Regions from separate parts of the Mus musculus genome. Here regions 1, 2, 3, 4 and 5 are each linked to region 6. A link is a contact called in public HiCAR-type, HiChIP or PLAC-seq, Micro-C and promoter capture Hi-C data. All regions are on one chromosome and are shown on one strand. The core of a region is the stretch at or near the end of the contact, and the rest is flanking DNA. Distances in the headings are between cores, read along the strand shown. Region 1 has its middle 92 kb from the start of Gm39235. Region 2 holds the start of Bean1 (brain expressed, associated with Nedd4, 1). Region 3 holds the start of Cmtm3 (CKLF-like MARVEL transmembrane domain containing 3). Region 4 has its middle 60 kb from the start of Gm32423. Region 5 holds the start of Tk2 (thymidine kinase 2, mitochondrial). Region 6 holds the start of Cdh11 (cadherin 11).

Region 1 (3,221 bases), core at 627-3,126, 1.0 Mb before region 6:
CAAAACATATAACATACACCACCTGGCTCAGTCTCTCAGCCAACTCCACCTCCAGGGGTGCCTCTTGGGGAACCTTTTCCCAGCAAGCTCGTTTGAAGCGTAGGGTATGCTAGAATAAGACCTTCTCTAGACAGCAGCTAAGCCCTAAATAAATATTCGGCAGTCATTTGCATACTGAGTCAGGCTGGTTTTCGTCATGATGGGGATTCCAGAAAAGGTTCTGGGACACTCGGCTTCTCAAACATGTCTGTAGAACAAAGGAAGGAACGCTTGCTGTAGCTCTCCACGTGCTCCTTCAGTGTCTTTACTAGGACTGCTCCTCCTCCAACAGGGCCTTCGGAGAAGAAAGGGCATGACTGATCTCGTCACCACCGTGGGCCCTATGCTGATCCCAAGAGCTTCCTTTCGCTCATAAAAACACAAATGAAAAGTACAGATGTGACCTTTCAAGGATGACACTTGAGATCTGAAGGAGCCAAGTCAAGCAACAGGAAGACGCCCACTGGAGCTTTTGAAAACTGAGGCTACGGTGCAGGCATGTTCAGAAGCCATGCTTATCCCCGTAGTTCCGTGAGGTGCACAAAGCAGTATGGTTATCTCTACCAAGATTTGCAGTCTCCACCTTTTCCTGGGTCCCCTCTCATGGCAAATAGCTGCTTCAGTTGCCACCACTAAAGCATTTTGTTACTTGTAAGTTCAGGTTTTATGATTCTAACTAAAATTTCAGACTTCCTCTGGAGACCCTGGCATCTCAGAGTACCTGGGGGACCTGAGAACTGGTTGACAAATGACTGAAAAAGTCAGAGGAATGCAGAGCCTCAGTGGGAAACGGAAGGATGCTCCTGAAAGAGGTAGAAAAAGCAGAGACTATTTAAGTTCTAAACACAGTGAGCCACTTCCCTCTCCACCTCATTCCTCTATCCTCCTTCTCTCACCCTCCCTTTTCCTGTTTTCCTTCCATCCTTTTTTCCTTCTTTTATTTCTGGCCAATAGGAGGAGCCCAGGCCAGGAGATAGGCGTCCTAATAAGCTATGCTTCCAGCTTAGCATTATGTTGCACCCTCAGGTTGCAGCAGGAAATGACACATGGTCCCTTTGCATGACATGATATTCTGAAGCTCTCTGTCCAGTTTGAGTGGGAAGGGTGTGTTCAGCAGCCAATAACTGTGCACATAGGAGTCACTGTGCACATAGGAGTCACTGTGCAGACACCCTGCTTTACATCCAATAGCTACAAAAGAAGCCCCTGGGCTAAGAACTGTAAGATCCACTGTGCAGAGAAGCAAAGGGGTCACAGAGGGGTACAGAGCAAAGGTCCTGGGTCAGCAATAAGGTATGTGAACTCAGGGCCAGGAGACAGCAGAGTGGGTGGGACCGAGTAAGTTGGAAGACACCGGTGCTGAGAATGGGGTCTAGGTTAGGAAGGCAGCGAGTGGTGCTGTGGTAGAGCAAGTGGTGAAAGATTTGCTCAGACACTCATGTACACCTATGGAATCCTAAGTAGATGCTCGTGAATGACCTAAGAAGGCACTGTCTCCCTGAGTGGAGAAAGAACTTAAGGGACAGAGGAGACATGTGTTGGAGGATGCCCCTAAGGTCACAGAAGCTGAGTGGGAGAAGGGCGAGAATGGGAAGAGGAAGAGAGGAAAGAAGACTGGTTGGGAGCTCCAAGTCCTGGATTCCGCTGTTGGCCAATGCAGGGATCTGGTCCTCAGTTTCCCCATCTATCAAAAGGAACTATTCTCAAACACTCTCTCTGTTCTGAGAGCCCTGGAAGGTCTGTGTGCTCCAGGATCTTCAAGCTCTTCCGAGGTCTGTGCCTGTTTGCTTTGCCCATTACAGTGGAGAAACCCTCACTGAAAAAGAATTTATAAATACACTCTGCTTTTTGACTTGGAGACATTTTTATTTTTTTTCCAACTTTCCAAAGTTCTGTTAATAGTTTAAGTGTGTGACTATCTTCCATCCTTGCTTCTTGGTGGGAGGTGGTGGGTGAGGGTGTTACGTTATTAATAAAATAGGAATACATTAGAGTATTTATTTTCATGTAACTTATGCAGGAAACATGATCTTTTGTGAAGCTTTTTTTGGGGGTGGGGCCTCAAACCTCTGGAAGCTCTAGATAAAGCTGAGGTCTTAGTTTGCAACAAAGCTCTTGACCCCTTGTGGTTTTTGGTTCTGTTTACTCTTGGCAAATATTTCGGGTTCAAAGGGAGATGCCTTAAAAGCTGTACTGGAAAAGTCTATAAAATCTGAACGCATCTTTGACATCAAAAAGCTCTTTCAAAGCCGCGGTTTGGTGGAGTAAATAGGAATGCCTCACAAACCATATGGGATGCATTTTCCATAACTGCTCTGCACTTGAATAACAAAGGAGAAAAGTTCTTGGCAAAGGGAGTCTGGGATTTTAATGACCCTTAAATATTTGGCTTCCTAGCCAGATGTGTTTTACCAGGCTGAAAACCCCGGTGGATAGACCCTGCCTCTCTCTCTGGCAAAACATAAGCTAACAGGGTGCCGCTGTTTGTGAAAAGATGTTTGCGCTTCATTGCAGAAAGCTTAATTCACCATGATTTCCTTAATTATCTACCCCTCCTCCAAACTGGCAGAACTCCCAGCATGCCTCAGAGCATCCATTCCGTTCCGTTCTGATCTGAGACTACAAGCTATTTGCGAGGAAGCCACAGAAACATCCCTACTTATTTGAAGTTGGGACCAAAGAGTTGAGACACAGATTGGGTTGGTTCTCCTTGAAGGACGTGGAGCAGGGTGGGTAGCTCAGACTCGTCTTGAGCGGCTATTCTTACCCTGACTGGAGGAGCTAAGGCAGTTCCTGCATGCTTTAAGATAAAACACGACAACACCCAGCCTGGGCTCTTCCCATCAAGTTTAGTTTCTGATTAGGAAGGAGCTCACCTGTTCTATAGATGAGTACTATAGACTATGAGTACATAGTACTCCGAGGGAGTACTAAGACTCCCTCAGAGTCATTTGGGAAGTCCATGCCTGGCTGCTTCGGGTGCCTTCCTGTTATTCGATACATTTGTGCTTGGGTGTATTAGTGGCTTTATCTCCTTCTGTGACAGAATACTTGACGAAACCAACTTAAAGGAGGAGCAACTTAGTTGGGTCTGCAGTCCTAGGTGAGAAAGTCAAGATGGCAGGAGCTTGTGGCAGCTCCCTGCATTGTATCCCCAGTCAGGGAGCAGAGAGTACTGAATG
Region 2 (3,159 bases), core at 362-2,861, 1.4 Mb before region 6:
AAGACTCGTCTAACGATCTTCCATACATTTTTAGGTGAAGGAAACTGAGGCTCAGAGAAGTCAAGTGTCTTGCCTAAGGTCACACAGCTGGGAAATCAGCTAAAAGAGTGTCTCATGGCTCCAAAGACCCTGCACAGTCTACTAAACAGAATCATGCATACGTTTCAAAGAGGGAAACTGAGTCACTCAGTGGTGAAGTCATCTAGTAAGCAGTCCTTATCACTGAGGAGAGTCTAGAGGGCCGTCTGTTGGCCCTCAGGTGCACTTGGACTCTTAGAGTTCCCCGATTCTCTAGTATGTCACTTGTGCTCGTCCCTTCCCAGGCTGGGTTTGGCTGCCCATGCTGGCACAGGGGTGGCTGAGAAACGTAGCCCAGGGTCGATACTACGCACCTGTCCCTAGACTACAGAGCCCGAAGGACAACCAGGAAAGGAGGAAGCGGGGGGGGGGGCAAGGGTGGGCATTGCCGAGCTTGGGAAGGGGAGAGTGGCAGGTACCACTTAGTGCTGCGTAGTCAGAGGAACTGCCACCTCGGATTCAGCTTCGGGTCCTTTGCAAGGGACTGCACAGGAAAGTCTTCCTTATGAAGGGAGAGGGTAGGTGGGGGGAGCGGCAAGGATGCTCTTTCTATCCTAGGTAAGACAAAATGAGGCATGGTCCAAGTGACTGGGCCGTTGAATTGTCAAACTTCCTGGCTTAAGGTGGTGGGAGAGGGTTCAGGCTCAAACTCTGTAAAACCCCAGTCCCTCTCCTCTCACCCCAGACAAGAGTGTGCCCTAGTATCTTTTCTTGAGTGGACTGGTCAGCGACCCTCCAAACCGAGGGCACAGGGCTGGGGACCCTGTCATGGGCTTGCATCCCGGGAGGATACTCGTCTGAGACTCAGGCAGACCTCGGATTCCTCGCGTTTCCCCGGGGATTCGCGGGTCCCGGTGACCCTCTCGGGTGTGGGGAGGATGCGGGATCAGGAACCGCAGGAGTCTCGGGCAAACCGCTCAGTTCCTCGCGCGCTGAGGTTCCGCTCGGGACCACGTCCCCCGCCGCCCAGCGCGTCCCCAGCTGCGTGCATAAGCAGCGGTACCCCCGTCTGCGGCCCTCCCCGCGCCCCGCGCCCCTTACTCGGCTTGGCTGCGGCGCTCCGCTCCGTGCGCCGCAGTGCCGGCTCCAGCTTCGGCTCCAGCTCCGGTCCCGCTCGGGCTCCGGCTCCCGCTCGGATGCCGTGGCGCTCCGGCTGGGCTGGGGCGTCCCAGCCGCTTCGCCTGGGCCTGCTGTGCGTGCAGGGGCGGGGCGCACCGGCGGGGCCGGGCAGAACGGACCCGCGCCCTCGATCCGCGGGCAAACAGCCGCCGGCGGTCTCCGGGGCCCTGCCCTGCCCTGCCCTGCCCTGCAGCAGGAACAGCAGCCCCGCCCGTCCCTCCGTCGCGGTCCCCGCGCCGCCGCTCGTTCCACCGTCACCCTCTTGGGCCCTCCTCGGCGGCGGCGCGGCTCCCCGGTCTCAGCTCGGTGGCGCCACGGCCCGGGTCATTGCTGAGATGGGGACGCGGAGGAGGTGGGAGCGGCGAGCCGCGCCCCTCTGCGCACAGCCAGCCCGACACCCACACAGCGTCGGGCAGCGGGCAGGCGGGCGGGCGGGGCAGGGCGGCGGGGAGGCCGAGGGATGTAGGGAGGCCGGCACACCAGGAGGACTTGTGAAGGGTGGACAGACAGACACGTGCAGAGAAGGGTGAACCAACCATATGTCAGAGATGGACAGCCAGAAAGGTTGGACAGAGGCAAGAGCTAAGGGCAGAAGGCAGGGTAGAGGCAGCAGAAGGGACACAGGCTGCTGCTGGCCTTTGGTTTGGGCAGAGGAGCCCGTCAAGGCCACTGGTTCCCAGCTGTTCGAATTCTCTTCACGTAGGCTTGACCAAGGCCTTCAATTTGAGCTATCAGCAGGCTTATTTTCTTCTTCCCTTGCCCACCTGATGCCCTCTGTCCTGGTGCTCAGTCTTGGCAGATGCAAGCCTACCTTGGAAGATGCCTGGCTCAGGGGAGGGACCTGGGCTCCAGCTCCTTCCCTGTATGCACCCCACTTTGCGGCCTCTGGCATGCCGCAGCCCATTCCTAGGCCTGTTATTATTACAAGGTCTCTGCTTATCGCACATTTAAATATGCTGGTGTGCTCTACAGTTACTGGTAGAATCACTTGGAACATTTACTCATCAGGGAGAGTCCCTCAGGGCTGATACATCTTAGTGAGACTGCAGGGGTCTGTCCAGGGTGACAGTTGGTAAATCTGACCAGGGAATCCATAAATTGAGTTGTTGCCAACCCTCTCCAAGCCCTTACTTTATTGATGAGGGAGCTGAGGTTTGAAGAAGGAAGGACACCTGAAACTCTGACGCCTGCCACTGGCTGGAAGGCAGTTCTTGAAAATAAAACATGATGACAAAGAGTTGAACATGTTGATGATAAAAACCTTGGGGAAGCAGAGGAGCCCTGGGGACCTTGTGGAAGAGACTTGAGCCAGCTGCAGGCGCCAACTGGGAGGTGGGGACAAAACAGCCTCCAGGAGAAAGCAGAAGGCTTTGTACCTCAGCTTTGCTAGGTGTGGAGAGTCAGGGTTAGAGCCCCTCCCAGCCTCTGTGGGCAACCGTTCATTTGGGACTCAGCATCCTTGACTGGCTTCCCTTCTGAACACATAGAGGGGTTGATCTCAGCTCACTGGGTCTGTTTTGGGGGTTGGGGGGGGGGAAGCTTGAGCCGTTTGAGCAGCGAGGTCAGAAAAGGCTTGGGTGGGCCCGTTGTCCAAACCCAGACATTTCATTTATTTTGTGGACAAACAAAAGACCAGGATAGGTCCAAACCAGGGAGCTAGGACTAGAGGCCACAGCTCTGCCCACTGCACCAAGACTGGCCATGACTCAATGAACAGACATCAGTTGATCCAGACAAATCTTCCAGCTGTTGAGTGGTCACTCTTTGGCAGGCCTGAGTGTCTATGTGTTTTAGGGGTGTGGGGTCATGGCTCACTTTGAGTGGGAAGACACAGCCCTAAAGAGTTCATTGCTCTATGCCCTTTTATCTGAGTATCTCTGGTCTGAGAAACCTGTGCCTCCGAACAAAAAGTGGGGGTGTGATGGTTTGTATATGCTTGGCCCAGGGAGTGGCCTTGTTGGA
Region 3 (2,968 bases), core at 39-2,538, 1.6 Mb before region 6:
CCCAGAGGCTTCCAGAGATCTGAAACGGCCAGAAAATGGGCTCTAGGTCCGCTTGGCACCTCATTTAGGAACAAAGTATTAGGTTCTACCGGAGACCTCAGGGTTGATGCTCCTTAGTAGGTCCTGGGGTACAACGGAGAGGTCCTGGGGCAGAACCCCCCTTTTGCCCTCAAGGATATCCTCAAGGTCACTGGATGAGTCACCTGCCAAGTTTCCTAGCAGTTAAAGACACTGTCTCTCCTATCCCCAACTCGAAGTGGGAGCAGGTCGGATATTAAGTTGCTAGGTATCTGAGCAACAAGTGGCTGTCACTATGGTCTGTTTCCTCCTTCCACCGTCCCTCCTCCCACCCCTCTCCCCATCTCCATAGGCTCCATGCCAGTTCCCGCCCCACACGTGATGATGAGTGTTGGGAGGACAAAGGAGACCTTCCTATCCGGGTGGGGACAAGCAGGGAGGAGGAAGGAGTACAGCGCGGGAGGGGGGAAGGAGGGCATGAAGTCACCCCGCAGGCTCGCCACCCTGAAACAGTGGTCCGCCTGTGTCTTCACTACGTGGCCCCTGCCTCACCCACTCCCCGGGGGCACATCCCACTCCGTAGGATCTTCACCACACAGGCGGCTAGGTCTCAGCCTAGGAGGTGGGAGGGTGTGCAGGGCGGGCGAGGCCAGAAGAAGCTTAGCGAGCGCAGCAGTCCCGGGGACTCAGAGAGGGCGGAGGCGCTCGAGGTCACACAGCAGCCGAGCTGCGGCTCCAGCGGGGACCAGGACCCCAAACCCTTGACTTCTGGTCCCTTTCGAGGGCCTCGCAGACTGGAGAATCCGGGAAGAACACGGCTCGGGCCTGATTCTGACTCGAGCTCCGCTACAGAGAAGTCGTAGCAAGCTTGGGGGCGGTGGTCCAAATTCTCCTGGGCTGGAGGTGCAAGGCCCCAGGCTGGGGCGCGGGTACCGGGCTTCACGCACCCGGGGAGCACACGCACTCACCGACTCGGCCAGCAGGAGGCGGCCTTTGAGAGAGCAGAGGAAGGCGCGCGCGGGCAACAGGGCTCGGAGTCCCGGCACTGTCCTGCCACTTCGGGGGCCATGCGCGGACTCTGGATCGGGCTCTGGCTCTGCGTCCGGGGGCCACATAGCGGCGCTATCTGGTCGAGCCTGGGCCTCACTGCCTCACCCACCGCCCTGGAGGGAAGCGGAAACCCGCTGTGCGGAAGAAGAAAAAGTGGAGTTAGACTAGGCCGGGGACTCATCCTCCGCTGTCCCGCCCACCTCCCCCATCCCCACCCACAACTGCCCCTCGAACCCTGCCCCGCCCATCCTCCCTCCGACCATTCTCTACGCAGCCCCCGTGTTCCGTGGACGCTGCCTTACCCATCCGTCCTGTGGATCCTCCCATCTCCTCCTCCCCCACTCCCCCTCTGCCTACGTCCTGCCCATATCCTGCTCCATCCTTCCAACCACTCCTCATTGCCCCTCAGATGTAGTCCAGTCTGTCTCTCTCTGTCTTCTCTATTTCCACTTACTTCCTCTGCCTCTTCACTAGCCTTAGGATCCTTCCCTGCACCTTGTCCTTTCATTCTCAGTTCCCCCTCGATCCTGTCCCGCCCACCAACCCCGGCGCACCCCACAGTCCCTCCGACCCTGCTCTTCTCACTTCCCCACCCATGAATCTTTGCACTACACTGCCCCTCCGACTATCCTTGGCCCTCTATCCTCCGGTCACTTCTCATTCTTCACCCCCTCTACTGCCCCCCCCCACCTCCTTTACCTGCCCCACCTATCTTCTGCCCCATTCTCGCACCCCTTCCCATGCAGCCTTCTAGCACCTACCTCCCCACCTCCCGCACTCACTATTTCTGCTACGTCCCGGGGTGACACAGATTCTGTACCCAGATCCTCCCAGTCCCCTCGCACTCCAGCTCTCTGTTTGCTCTGTGTGGCTGGCCTGGAGTCTTCTTTTGTCGTTTGACTCCTTACCCCCCCCCCCCCCCCCCCCGTCCTGACTGACACAGACCCACTTATCTGCCCTGAGCGCCCCCTAAAGCGACCACCTGTCCTTGCTCAGCGGTTCTGCTCTTTAAGCTCGAAGTAACTTACTGCCTAGACAACTCCAGGACAGGGACACTGCCCCCATACCCCACCCCCATCTCCGCTAAGTCCTCTCCAGGCTTGGCTCTAACCAGGCGAGATCAGTTCTTTCAGAGTGCTTTCCCCTTCTTGGCTCCTCTCAGAGTTTTCCTACTACTTCCCAGGCCACCCTCCCGCTAGTTCTTGGCTTGCCCATCTTCCTCTATTTTACAGGCCACGCTCCTGTCAGGCCTCAGCCAGCCCATCCTCCTTCCTGGCCTCTTTCGTTAGCTGCCCAAGGCTTGGGTTCGTTCTGTGCTGGACTAACCAGAGATCTGGAATTATCCTTGTTCTCCCCCACGGCTAGCCCATCATGGATGCTCTCTTAATACCACTAAGTCTGCACTCCTGCCCCATTAACTATCGTGAGGCTCTTTAAGAGACTAATGCTTTCTTCCTTGTCACCCGGATGCGCTAAGATCACTAGTCATGATCCCTCCCACTGCACCCTCAGGAAAATTGATGCTTCCTCTTGCCACGGGGACTTTGTACATCTGTCCTTTCTAACAGTGTGTGTGTGTGTGTGTGTGTGTGTGTGTGTGTGTGTGTGTGTGTGTGCATTTTCTTGTGTCTGGGTGCTGATAGAGACCAGAGGTGACTGTAGCTGTTTTTGGCTACTTAGTGGGTTCTTCTTTCTTCCACCCTTCTCCATACCTTTCCTTCCACACTTTCAACCCTCTAACACTAGATAAGAGAGAAAAATGGATAGAGAGGAAAGGAGAAAGGAAAGGAAAGAGATCCCAGAATAAAGTCAGGGGTTGGAAAGGGGCAACATTATTATTAGTCCTTCTTGCTGATTGGGGCAAGTTTGAGCTTTGCTGTCAAGATAACTAATTTTTTCT
Region 4 (2,845 bases), core at 78-2,577, 1.3 Mb after region 6:
TCAGAAAGAGGCCTTCCTATTTAATTATATTTTTTCAACTTTATATATATATATATATATATATATATATATATATATATATATACATACATACATATACATATACATATACATATACATATATATGTATGTTTGTTTATATATATATATGTATGTATGTATACATATATATATATATGTGTGTGTGTGTGTGTGTGTGTGTGTGTGTAATTGTGTAATTGGTGTAAAGGCAGGAGTTCCTAGCAACAGAAGTATTGATTGCAAAGATAAAACAACTTGAATTATAGCTATTTAAAATGCTCAGGGATAGGCTATGAATAACAATAATTTATAAATAACTTCATGGTTGAAAAAAATCTGCTGTTAAGGTTTATGTTCTGCTTTGCTTTACAACAACTGTTTAAAAAATTCAATATCTTTTGTAAGAAGGAAAAAGAAACTTGGATGGCATGCAGGGGCTTCCTGGTATCTGCTGTTATTTTAATCAATTAATTTGAGAACAGTAGGTAATACTAAGCTATACAAATTGCTCACACGCGTATTACTGAAATAATGTACTAGCTGTGCATGGACTAAATATACATTTCTGGGAATTATGTCTATAAGAATTCAGCTATCCGGAAACCACTATAGAAATATGACATTTTATCTTTTATTTAAAGTGACATTGCAATTATGTTTGCCTAGATCAGTGAAGTATATACACAAATTATATTAGGATGTAGTAAGGAGAACTTGTCTTGCTGATCCCACTTAGCATTTGTCAGGAGGAAGAACAGAGTTCAGGAACTGGGATCAGAGAGTGACATGAAATGAATGGTTTTCTTATCACATTAATCACTCAAATTATGTTTGTTTATGTCAGAGAATTTTAAAAGGCTTTTTTAAAATTTAAATTTATAAAAAGAATGCTGAGGCTTTGAGAAGTTGTCAACTGAAAATAAATTATATAGGTAGAGATAGAGATAGAGAGATATAGATATAGATGATCTTCCTATAATTTCTGTTCATAACTTAGGAGTCCACTGACACACAATGCTTTGAATTTTGTGTTGGGAGTCTGTGATGTTGAATGTCTGGTTAGCCTATCAGGGAATGAAAGGGAAAAAGAAGAATGGGAGAAAGAACGGGTAGGGTAAAAGGATGATTTTAAAACAACATATCTGAAAATATGCTGTTTTCATTTTTACTTAATATGGTAATGCAACCAACGCTTATAGTGATGGAAATATTCATTCAGCTGCACTGACAATTCCTAACACCAGAGGCACTGGAGAGAACATGTACAACTCCTGTCATGGAGGAATTTCTTATCTGGGAGTGAAAGAGTGACTAAGAGAGCTTACATGAGATATGGTTTCTTCTTTGAAAATGGACAGAATATCTTAAATGGGTTCTGATGTGCTCCAAGCTGTGATCACAATGAGGACACTGCCTCTGTCTTAATTACTGAACACTATGTGTCTAGTGCTTTCTTACTACTTCCTTGGTAATGGGTGTTGAATGACAACCATTGTGTAAGTATGCCCTGCAAGTGCTGGTGTAGCTTCCACGAAGCAGAATACACACAAGAACTTTTCCTTATATGTGATGACATTGATGGGAATGCACTTCTGTGCCTGTGCTTGGATAGGTCAGAGGTTAACGTTGGGTATCATTTCTCAGATTTATCTACCTTGGTGTTCAGGTTTCTCACTGAAACCTAGTGCTGCCCTTGAGGCCTGGGTGTGCTGGCCTGCTTAGTGTGCCTCAGCATTCCTCTAGTCTCCATCTCCAAAGCACTGAGAATACAAGCACCTGCTACCATGCCTCACCTTTATCGTGATTTATAGTGTTCAAGGCCTGGTCCTCAGGTTTGTACAGTAAGGGCTTTACCCATAGAACTATATCCCCAACTGAATTTTTTTTGTGTGTGGAAAATCTTGTCAAAATTATACTACACAACAAATCATGAAGTCCTTTCTCTTTGATTTAAAATTCTATTGTTGCATGTAGCTCAACAAGAGAATAAAAGAACATGAACTAGAGAAAGAGTGTGGGGTGGGGTGGGATCACTGGAGGAATTATAAAAAGGAAAAGGCAGGGGAGTATGAAGTAAATACTGTACCCATGTGCTAAATTTGCAAAAGAAAATATGCTGATCAACAAATATTAAAATTAAATCTTCTTCAATGCCCTTCCTTCTTCTTTTATTAAACATTATCAGGCTGATGTTCTCCTTTGGGCTTTACCTTCCCTGATCCTGATTTAAACAGAGCTCACCATGCAGTGCAGTAGCTATTCATTCACAACATTATCTGCTTTAGGTCCCTGTATCTTAACTGTAATAACATTAATAAATATCTTTAGAATGTTGTGAGATAGGCCCATAAAAAGCTTCATTGATTTTTTTTTCAGACTACATCACATTATAGCTAACTTACTGAAGTATCAGCAAAGGAATAAGGCAAATAGAATTTGTAATGCAATTTAACATTAGGATATAATACATTATTCTCAAATCATTGACCTTAACCATTAATTAACTGTGTACACATAGACCATTATTTGTTTTGAAGGAAGCTATAATGAACTGTACACAAATTACTATTATTAAATACTAGACAGTCTGCAACACTACAATTATTAAATATGAACAGACATGCAATTTACAGCACTTTCTCAGCAATCTGCTAAATACTGATAATGTTCATCCATATATTCATAATTTCTCATTGTCCTGCTGATCATATAACTATGAAAAGGGATTGGCTGTGGTCACTTGAGCGGGTGTTAAGTACATTGTTCCACTGTTGATAGATTTATCTATTATACTATTCTAATGAATTTTTATTCCAGCGCATGT
Region 5 (3,179 bases), core at 669-3,168, 1.5 Mb before region 6:
ATGTATAGTTTTATTTAAAAACTAAAAGGCTACAAGAAAGGAATTTGGCCGTTTTCAGCACAGAAATTATTCCGAAGAGACAGACTTATCCTGATATGAATATCACACAATGTGCACATGTAATAAAACATCCAATGGTATCTTGTAAATAAATACAATTATGTATCAGTTAAAATAAAAAATATAAATTCTATAAAGCAAGGATCTGTCTGCTTCTCTGCTCGAAGGGTCCCCATGGTCTGGGCCACTCATCAATAGCTATAGAATATATAGCCTGAACTTATGGCCTGGCCCTGTTAGTCTGTCCTTGCTCTCAGAACGTGCAAGCCTGTCTCTAGAGTACTTTTCGCCTCCCACTGCTGTTAGTTGTCCCACAGTTTATAAAGTGCTCCGGTGTAGCCAGGACAAACCATCTTGGAGCATTTCATGATGATAGACACAGGAAGAATATGTCACTTCCATTATGTGAATTAAGTCTCATGATTTCTTTTGGAGAACTGAATAACCACCCGTCCTAGTTTGCTTCTCTGTGATAAAACAAACACTGACCAAAAGCAATTTGGGGGAAGAAAGGGTTATTTGGCTTACAGGAGGGAAGACAAAGTAGGAACTCAAGGCTGGAACCGGAGGCAGAAGAAGCAGAAGCAGAAGAACTAAGAGTGTTTATCAGCTTCAGTAGTTCTCTGGTTTGCTCATTCATAAAGACCCGCAGCTCACCTGCCCAGGGACAGCATTGCCCATAGCAAGGAGGCAAAAAACAAAAACAAAACAAAACAACAACAACAACAAAACCCCTCCTTCATCAATTAGCAACAGGAATATGCTCCACAGACATGCGCACAGGCCAATCTGCCGCAGCCAGTTTCTCAATTGAGGCTCCCTTTCCCGAGGTGTTTCTAGTTTGTGTTGCCTTGGTAAGAATTAACTAGCCCACAACCCCAGTCCATTTAGATCTCTTTGGATCCTGCCCATCTAAGATCTGTTCATTTGGCTGAATCTGATCAACAGTTACCAACAATCTCACCCCAAGACGCTCACACACACACACACACACACACACACACACACACACACAACTGTCGACTTTGAATTTGAAGATTTTATTTGCCTTTACTAGGTGCCTAGCAAATAAACAGGAAGCCCTGTTAGGGTGATGGCTTTTTTGTTACAGATCTAAAAGAGTAAAACAAAACCCAGAAAATGTCTTTCTTCATTTTGCCCAAGACGACTGCCAGCATCTTGCCACCTGGAAGAAGTGGAAATCTTCTTTACACGCATTGTAACTGCCCATATACAGTCAAGGCGGCAACATCTGGGCTTATTGGTCTTGAATGGGTGAATTATAGTACCCAAGCTTATTTTTGCTTACAAGTTGGCCTTACATGCTTTTTTTCTTATCCCTTTTTTGTTCATTCAGGGGAGATATTCGTTATGCTTTCCCGAGGAACATTAAAATCCAAACGTTGAAAATGTCAAAGACTGTAACATTTGGGAACAATGGCTTTCACGGCCCTCTCACCTGTGTCCCTCACACTGTTTTTTGTGATGGTGGGGATTAAACCTAGGAGGGCCCTTTGAAGCCCAAGGACAAGCTTGGAAAATGTTCCCAAGTTTGACAAGGTCTACTTGCAGAGTATTTTCGAAGGAAAATACAGGACATCCTGAGTAGGCGGTGCGAGGTGTGGATGGAGCCGGCAACCAAGGAAGTAATCGGATATACTAAGCAGTCCCCGGCATTATTATGCCATCCATTCTCTAAATCTACTTGGGTCAGGGCCATTCTGCGGTCTGTAAGTGGGGAAATCCTCACTTTGAATCTCTTCGGTGTAGCCTAGAGGGAGAAATACTAGCGGATCCCTTAAGGGGCGGGGCCGGACAAGGGGTGGGGCGGGGCTCCAGGACGCACCGGAAGGAAGTAGGACTTGCACATCAGCCAGGGACTATGCTGCTGCGGTCGCTGCGTAGTTGGGCTGCCCGGTCCCTGCGTAGCGTGGGCCCGGGGAGCTCCGGGAGCCCCGGGAGCCTCGATTCGGGCGCCGGGCCGCTGTGGGCACCTCGCCGCGCCTGGCCTCCGGGTAACTAGTGCTTTTGTGCCACCTCGTAGGGGCCACACTGAACCCCGCCCCCTCACCTGCTAGTCCCCAGGAAGGGTCTGGGGACTGTGGGACCCTAATGAACTGTCAGGATCGGCACTTAGTGGGGCTCAAACGCGGCTTCTCGGCCCATTTTTTTAATTTTTATTTTTTATTGTCAGATTCTTTAGGCTTGGGAGGTGGCTAGTTGGGGCACGAGCTGTATTTAATCAGCTCTTAGTGGATGCAGGTGTCTGCGGACCTAGGGGGCGGGTTCAGGCTTGCGACTTTCTCCTCTTGCTGGCAGTGCGGATCTTTCTCTTCGGAAATGGAAGCCAGGTGACATAGCTTTCATTGGCCTCGGGCTGCTGCTGCCAGGTGGGTTGGCAGTGTTGCCAGTCTTGGCCTAGACAGCCTGGGTCCCAACCCTTGGAATCTCTCAGAGTGTAGGTTATCCCTGGGTGCGCTGTGAAGATCCTAAGCACACAATCCAGGTGAAACGGAAAGTAGAATGTACCGAGCAAAGGAAACTAAGCAAGCACACATGGGCCTGGGCCCAGTACAGCGACACATACGGACCCAACTGTAGAGAGTCCCAAGAATGGCAAACATTTTTTGTAAGCCAGGGAACACGCATACGCAATGACTGTGTGGTCATTTATCAGGTCAGCACAGAGCAGAGTGAATAATTGAAACATCGATTTCCTTTCCTTTTTTAGATAAAGATAGAGAAAATGATAAGGAGAAAAAAGCAGTGGTAAGTTTCTCTTTGCATGCTTTCTCCAGCGTAATTTCGGTTTGGTTTTGTTTTTTTTTTTTTTTTTTTTTTTGAGGCGGAGAACAAAAACAATGGTGCGCACAGTGAAAAACCAAACCCAAGACGATATCCAGGGTCACAAATCTCTCTTCCTTCTTGTGGCCCGGTTCCTCTCCTTAGATTCCATCACCGTTAGCCATTTCTTGTGTGTACGGGCGGGAGTGGGGCCTCGAGCTGCATTCAGGTAGTAAGCACTCATGTTCAGGTGTTTGTGAACTGCCAAAGATGCTGACCGAGCCATCTAAACGGCTTAAATTGCATCTATTTGCTTCACTGCCGATTGCCCCGCC
Region 6 (2,859 bases), core at 169-2,668:
TGCTTTGGTGGTGGGATTCAGCCACCATTTGTTCTCCCTGGGTTCTCAAGTGCCCTTCCCATGCGCTTTGGGTCCTGGCGCTCTCTTCCATTGGTGGCCTCTTTTCTTTTTTTAACTTCTGATTCCTGTTAAACTCCCCCTTTAGGTCTTCCTGCTTCTGCTGCATAGTCCAGCTTTTGTCCCTTGTCATTTTATTGTTCTTTTCCTGAGGTCGCCACTCCCAAGCCACCGCGACTTTCCTCAAAAAATCCCTTTTTATCCTTCGCCCATTGGAAACTCTACTTCTGCTCTTTCTAACATCTTCCAGACTGGAAACTTGTCCTAATCCAAGGTCCCCACTGAAGCATGGATCCTTAGTTCCCAGTCACGGTGCGGGTCCCCACGCTGCTCTAGGTAGGAAGAGCGCCCCGCCCCGCCCAGTCCCTGGCGCTTTTTTTTTTTTTTTTTGAAGATCCAGTTCTTCTGCCCAGACACTGTAAAGTGGACAGGAATCAGGTTGGGGTATCCTTTGCTGGGTTCTCGTGAGAAAGATATAAACAGGGGGCTGAGTCAGGGTGCGGGTATTCTTCACGTAGGCCCATCCTCTGGTCGAATGGCATTCTCTTTGGGGCCTTGAGGGGCTCTGTGGTGTCCATTCTGGGAGGCAACAAGTGAAACTGCCGGATGGGGGTGTTGCTTGTAATTGGCTGGAACAGAAGCTAGAGACTCTGTCCTGGTGGGGCTGACCCTAAAGAAGGCTTTGCATGTAGGGTAGAACAACATTGAGGAAAAACTCTATTCTTCTCAAGTCCGAATGCCCCTGTCTAGTGTCTTCACCGATTTCCCCGCAAGCGGATTTCTCAAAGGATAGATACCGGGATGCTGAAGGTTCGTGGGAGAGGGCACTGGGCAGGAGTGGTCAACGTGGAGATATTTTCAGAGTGCTAACTGATAAAGCCTAGAATGCGCTCCCTAATTCCGGATTGCCTCCCCTACTTGGGCAATGCCTTCCATCCAATCCATCCTCCGGCGGGCCGGTTGAGGCCCTAGCTTGTCCAGCTGGAGCGGATTTCAGGAAAAGAGGAAAATGGGGGCTCTCAAGCCCTCTCCAGCTTCCCTCCGTCGTCCTTCCTGATTGGCTGTGTATCCCCGGAGCCCAACTTCAGTCGCTCCAGACTGTGTCTGAGCCCCCACAGGAGACGGAGCGCTGCGACCCAGGGCAGGAGGGGCGGCCAGGCCACCTATTCCTGGGTTTGGCATCTCTCGGGGCCCCAGGGGGGGAGGAGCGCCGACAGGGTAGGCATCCATCGCCTCCTCCAGGCCCAATTCTCGGCGTCTAGCAGCCTCGGTTCCTCTCCGCCCCCCTTTCCCTCCCAGCGTCGGCCTCCCTCCTCCTCCCCCCTCACCCGCCCGCCTGCCCGCCACCTCCCCCCGGTTTCTCATTCCTGCCACTAGCGCGCTCCGCGGCTCATTCCGCGGCCGCCGCCAGCTGAGGGGAGCGTCGCGGGCCGAGGAGCAGATGCCGCGGGGGCCGCTCGCAGCCGCCGCCGACTTGTGAATGGGACTCGGACCGGGGCCCGGGCTGACACCGCTGCGCTCGCCCCGTGCCAGGGACAGCCGGCCAGGAGGTCGTGTCCACCCGCAACGGCCCCAGGTGAGGCGCTCTGCTCGGCTCTAGACCCTATCTAGATGGGGCTTCTCGGAGTAGGCAGAAAGGGGAAAGAATTGCTTCTGAAAGAGACTGTTGCGGAAGGGGGAGGTTGCTGGCTGATGGAGATCAGTAAAGCAAAGCAGAAGGGCTTTTTTTTGGGGGGGGGGTGAGGTTAAAAATCAGAGAAAAGGGAGGCAGCCTGCTGTGGACGCAGGCAGAGCAGGGGTTTGAGGCGCCAGATGTGCGCTCCCCGGTTCTTTGATTGTTGCCCCCCCCCCGGGGTGAGGGGCTGTTGCACCAAGGCTTCAGCACAGGGGGATTGCTTTGGGTTGGGGCAAGGAACTGCAGAGCGGAGCTCTGGACACGCAGACTGCTCCCGTGATGTCTCTAGGGAAAGTCGACCCCTGTGCGGTGCCCGCCCGCGCTGCGCCTGTTCCCCAGACAAGATCGCTCTCTGCGGGGTTCCTAGAGGGGATCCTCCCGCGCCTTCCTAAAGAGCTCCCCTAGACCCGGTGCCTGTGTAGAGAGTGCGGTCGAAGCCCAGAAGATAGCCGGCGGCCGGGAGGGAGCGGCGATTGGATTGGCCGCACTTTGATAGTGTGGGTCGGGGGCTGTGGACTGCGGCTCAGAGGCTGGGGGTTGCGGTGTGAGCTAGCCCCTCCAGCCCCCGCCTTTTCGGGGACTTCAGTCACCTATCCTAACCTCCCAGTGATGCAGGGAATGCTCTGTGAGCGGCTCAGACTCAGACTAGACTCGGGCTTGGACTGGAGGAAGCTTTCTAGGGTCAATGTTAACTTTGAGAATCAAACCTTCCCGGAAAGCCTGCGCCTCCTCTCGGAGCGCTCCAAGCCTCCACTGTTTCCTCACAATCGGCCTCCCTCCCTGTGCTTGGCCTCCCAGCCGGGATGTGCTGAGAGCAAGGAGCAGCGGGAAGCTGGAGGCTGCGGGAGCATCCAATTCCCCTCGCAACCCAGCCTAGCCTTGGCAGGGTCTTTTCGCTCCTGGTCCCCGGAGAAAGTGGGACCCAGGAGGCTTCCTATTCTCTCTCTTGCCAAGGCCCGGATTTCACCCGGGCTCCGCACTCCTGCCTTCAGCGGGTGAAAGGTTCGCTAGATGTTCGAAGAAGCCCTGTTGCTTTTTGTTAATAATGCAGCAGGAATTTCACGGGCTATCGCACTGCTATGAAGAAATTGCATCTTCTAATTATTTAACGGTGCCGTTTCTGCATG

Evidence for each region. Promoter capture Hi-C pulls out the DNA fragments that hold promoters and counts their contacts. Hi-C and Micro-C count contacts between places; a contact is called where the count stands out from the background. HiCAR-type assays count read pairs that join an accessible place to other places. HiChIP or PLAC-seq counts read pairs in DNA pulled down with a chosen protein or histone mark.
Region 1: a contact with region 6 is called in an H3K4me3 HiChIP or PLAC-seq map of embryonic limb bud, with 10 times the contacts expected there. The contact joins the enhancer-like site here to the promoter of Cdh11 in region 6. A contact is called at or near these places in 10 of 39 promoter capture datasets (the 3T3-L1 cell line, cranial neural crest, embryonic stem cells and 6 more), 13 of 484 Hi-C or Micro-C datasets (3T3-L1-derived adipocytes, cranial neural crest, embryonic fibroblasts and 3 more), 8 of 115 datasets of contacts at active chromatin or transcription factors (the NIH/3T3 cell line, craniofacial prominence, embryonic forebrain and 5 more) and 1 of 9 other capture datasets (embryonic stem cells).
Region 2: a promoter capture Hi-C map of embryonic stem cells shows a contact between it and region 6, with 5 times the contacts expected there. The contact joins the promoter of Bean1 here to the promoter of Cdh11 in region 6. A contact is called at or near these places in 3 of 39 promoter capture datasets (embryonic stem cells and hippocampal neurons) and 2 of 484 Hi-C or Micro-C datasets (both in embryonic stem cells).
Region 3: a contact with region 6 is called in a Micro-C map of embryonic stem cells, with 8 times the contacts expected there. The contact joins the promoter of Cmtm3 here to the promoter of Cdh11 in region 6.
Region 4: a contact with region 6 is called in an H3K4me3 HiChIP or PLAC-seq map of neural tube, with 4 times the contacts expected there. The contact joins the enhancer-like site here to the promoter of Cdh11 in region 6. A contact is called at or near these places in 2 of 39 promoter capture datasets (hippocampal neurons and liver), 1 of 484 Hi-C or Micro-C datasets (stem cell-derived motor neurons), 3 of 115 datasets of contacts at active chromatin or transcription factors (embryonic midbrain, embryonic stem cells and neural tube) and 1 of 9 other capture datasets (embryonic stem cells).
Region 5: a contact with region 6 is called in a HiCAR-type map of astrocytes, with 4 times the contacts expected there. The contact joins the promoter of Tk2 here to the promoter of Cdh11 in region 6. A contact is called at or near these places in 6 of 39 promoter capture datasets (the 3T3-L1 cell line, hippocampal neurons, maxillary cranial neural crest and 2 more) and 2 of 115 datasets of contacts at active chromatin or transcription factors (astrocytes and embryonic forebrain).

What each region holds. Positions count from the first base shown.
Region 1 is chr8:103,813,421-103,816,641 of GRCm38.p6, reverse strand. No RefSeq gene overlaps it. Among named protein-coding and RNA genes, the nearest start is that of Gm39235, 92 kb to the right of the region's middle. Within about 2 kb of position 1,876, at least 39 of the 459 cell types and tissues checked have an H3K27ac peak or open chromatin away from gene starts, as enhancers often do. A contact at or near this core is called in craniofacial prominence, embryonic limb bud, nephron progenitors and 3 more, where this site is marked.
Region 2 is chr8:104,168,965-104,172,123 of GRCm38.p6, reverse strand. It overlaps Bean1 (brain expressed, associated with Nedd4, 1), which reads right to left and starts at 1,611. Exons shown (of 5, transcript NM_001141924.1): 1 at 1,120-1,611.
Region 3 is chr8:104,338,914-104,341,881 of GRCm38.p6, reverse strand. It overlaps Cmtm3 (CKLF-like MARVEL transmembrane domain containing 3), which reads right to left and starts at 1,288. Exons shown (of 5, transcript NM_024217.3): 1 at 987-1,288. The coding sequence starts at 1,133.
Region 4 is chr8:101,529,138-101,531,982 of GRCm38.p6, reverse strand. No RefSeq gene overlaps it. Among named protein-coding and RNA genes, the nearest start is that of Gm32423, 60 kb to the left of the region's middle. Within about 2 kb of position 1,327, at least 1 of the 459 cell types and tissues checked has an H3K27ac peak or open chromatin away from gene starts, as enhancers often do. A contact at or near this core is called in neural tube, where this site is marked.
Region 5 is chr8:104,247,297-104,250,475 of GRCm38.p6, reverse strand. It overlaps Tk2 (thymidine kinase 2, mitochondrial), which reads left to right and starts at 1,918. Exons shown (of 10, transcript NM_021028.3): 1 at 1,918-2,075; 2 at 2,792-2,829. The coding sequence starts at 1,943.
Region 6 is chr8:102,783,670-102,786,528 of GRCm38.p6, reverse strand. It overlaps Cdh11 (cadherin 11), which reads left to right and starts at 1,418. Exons shown (of 13, transcript NM_009866.5): 1 at 1,418-1,633.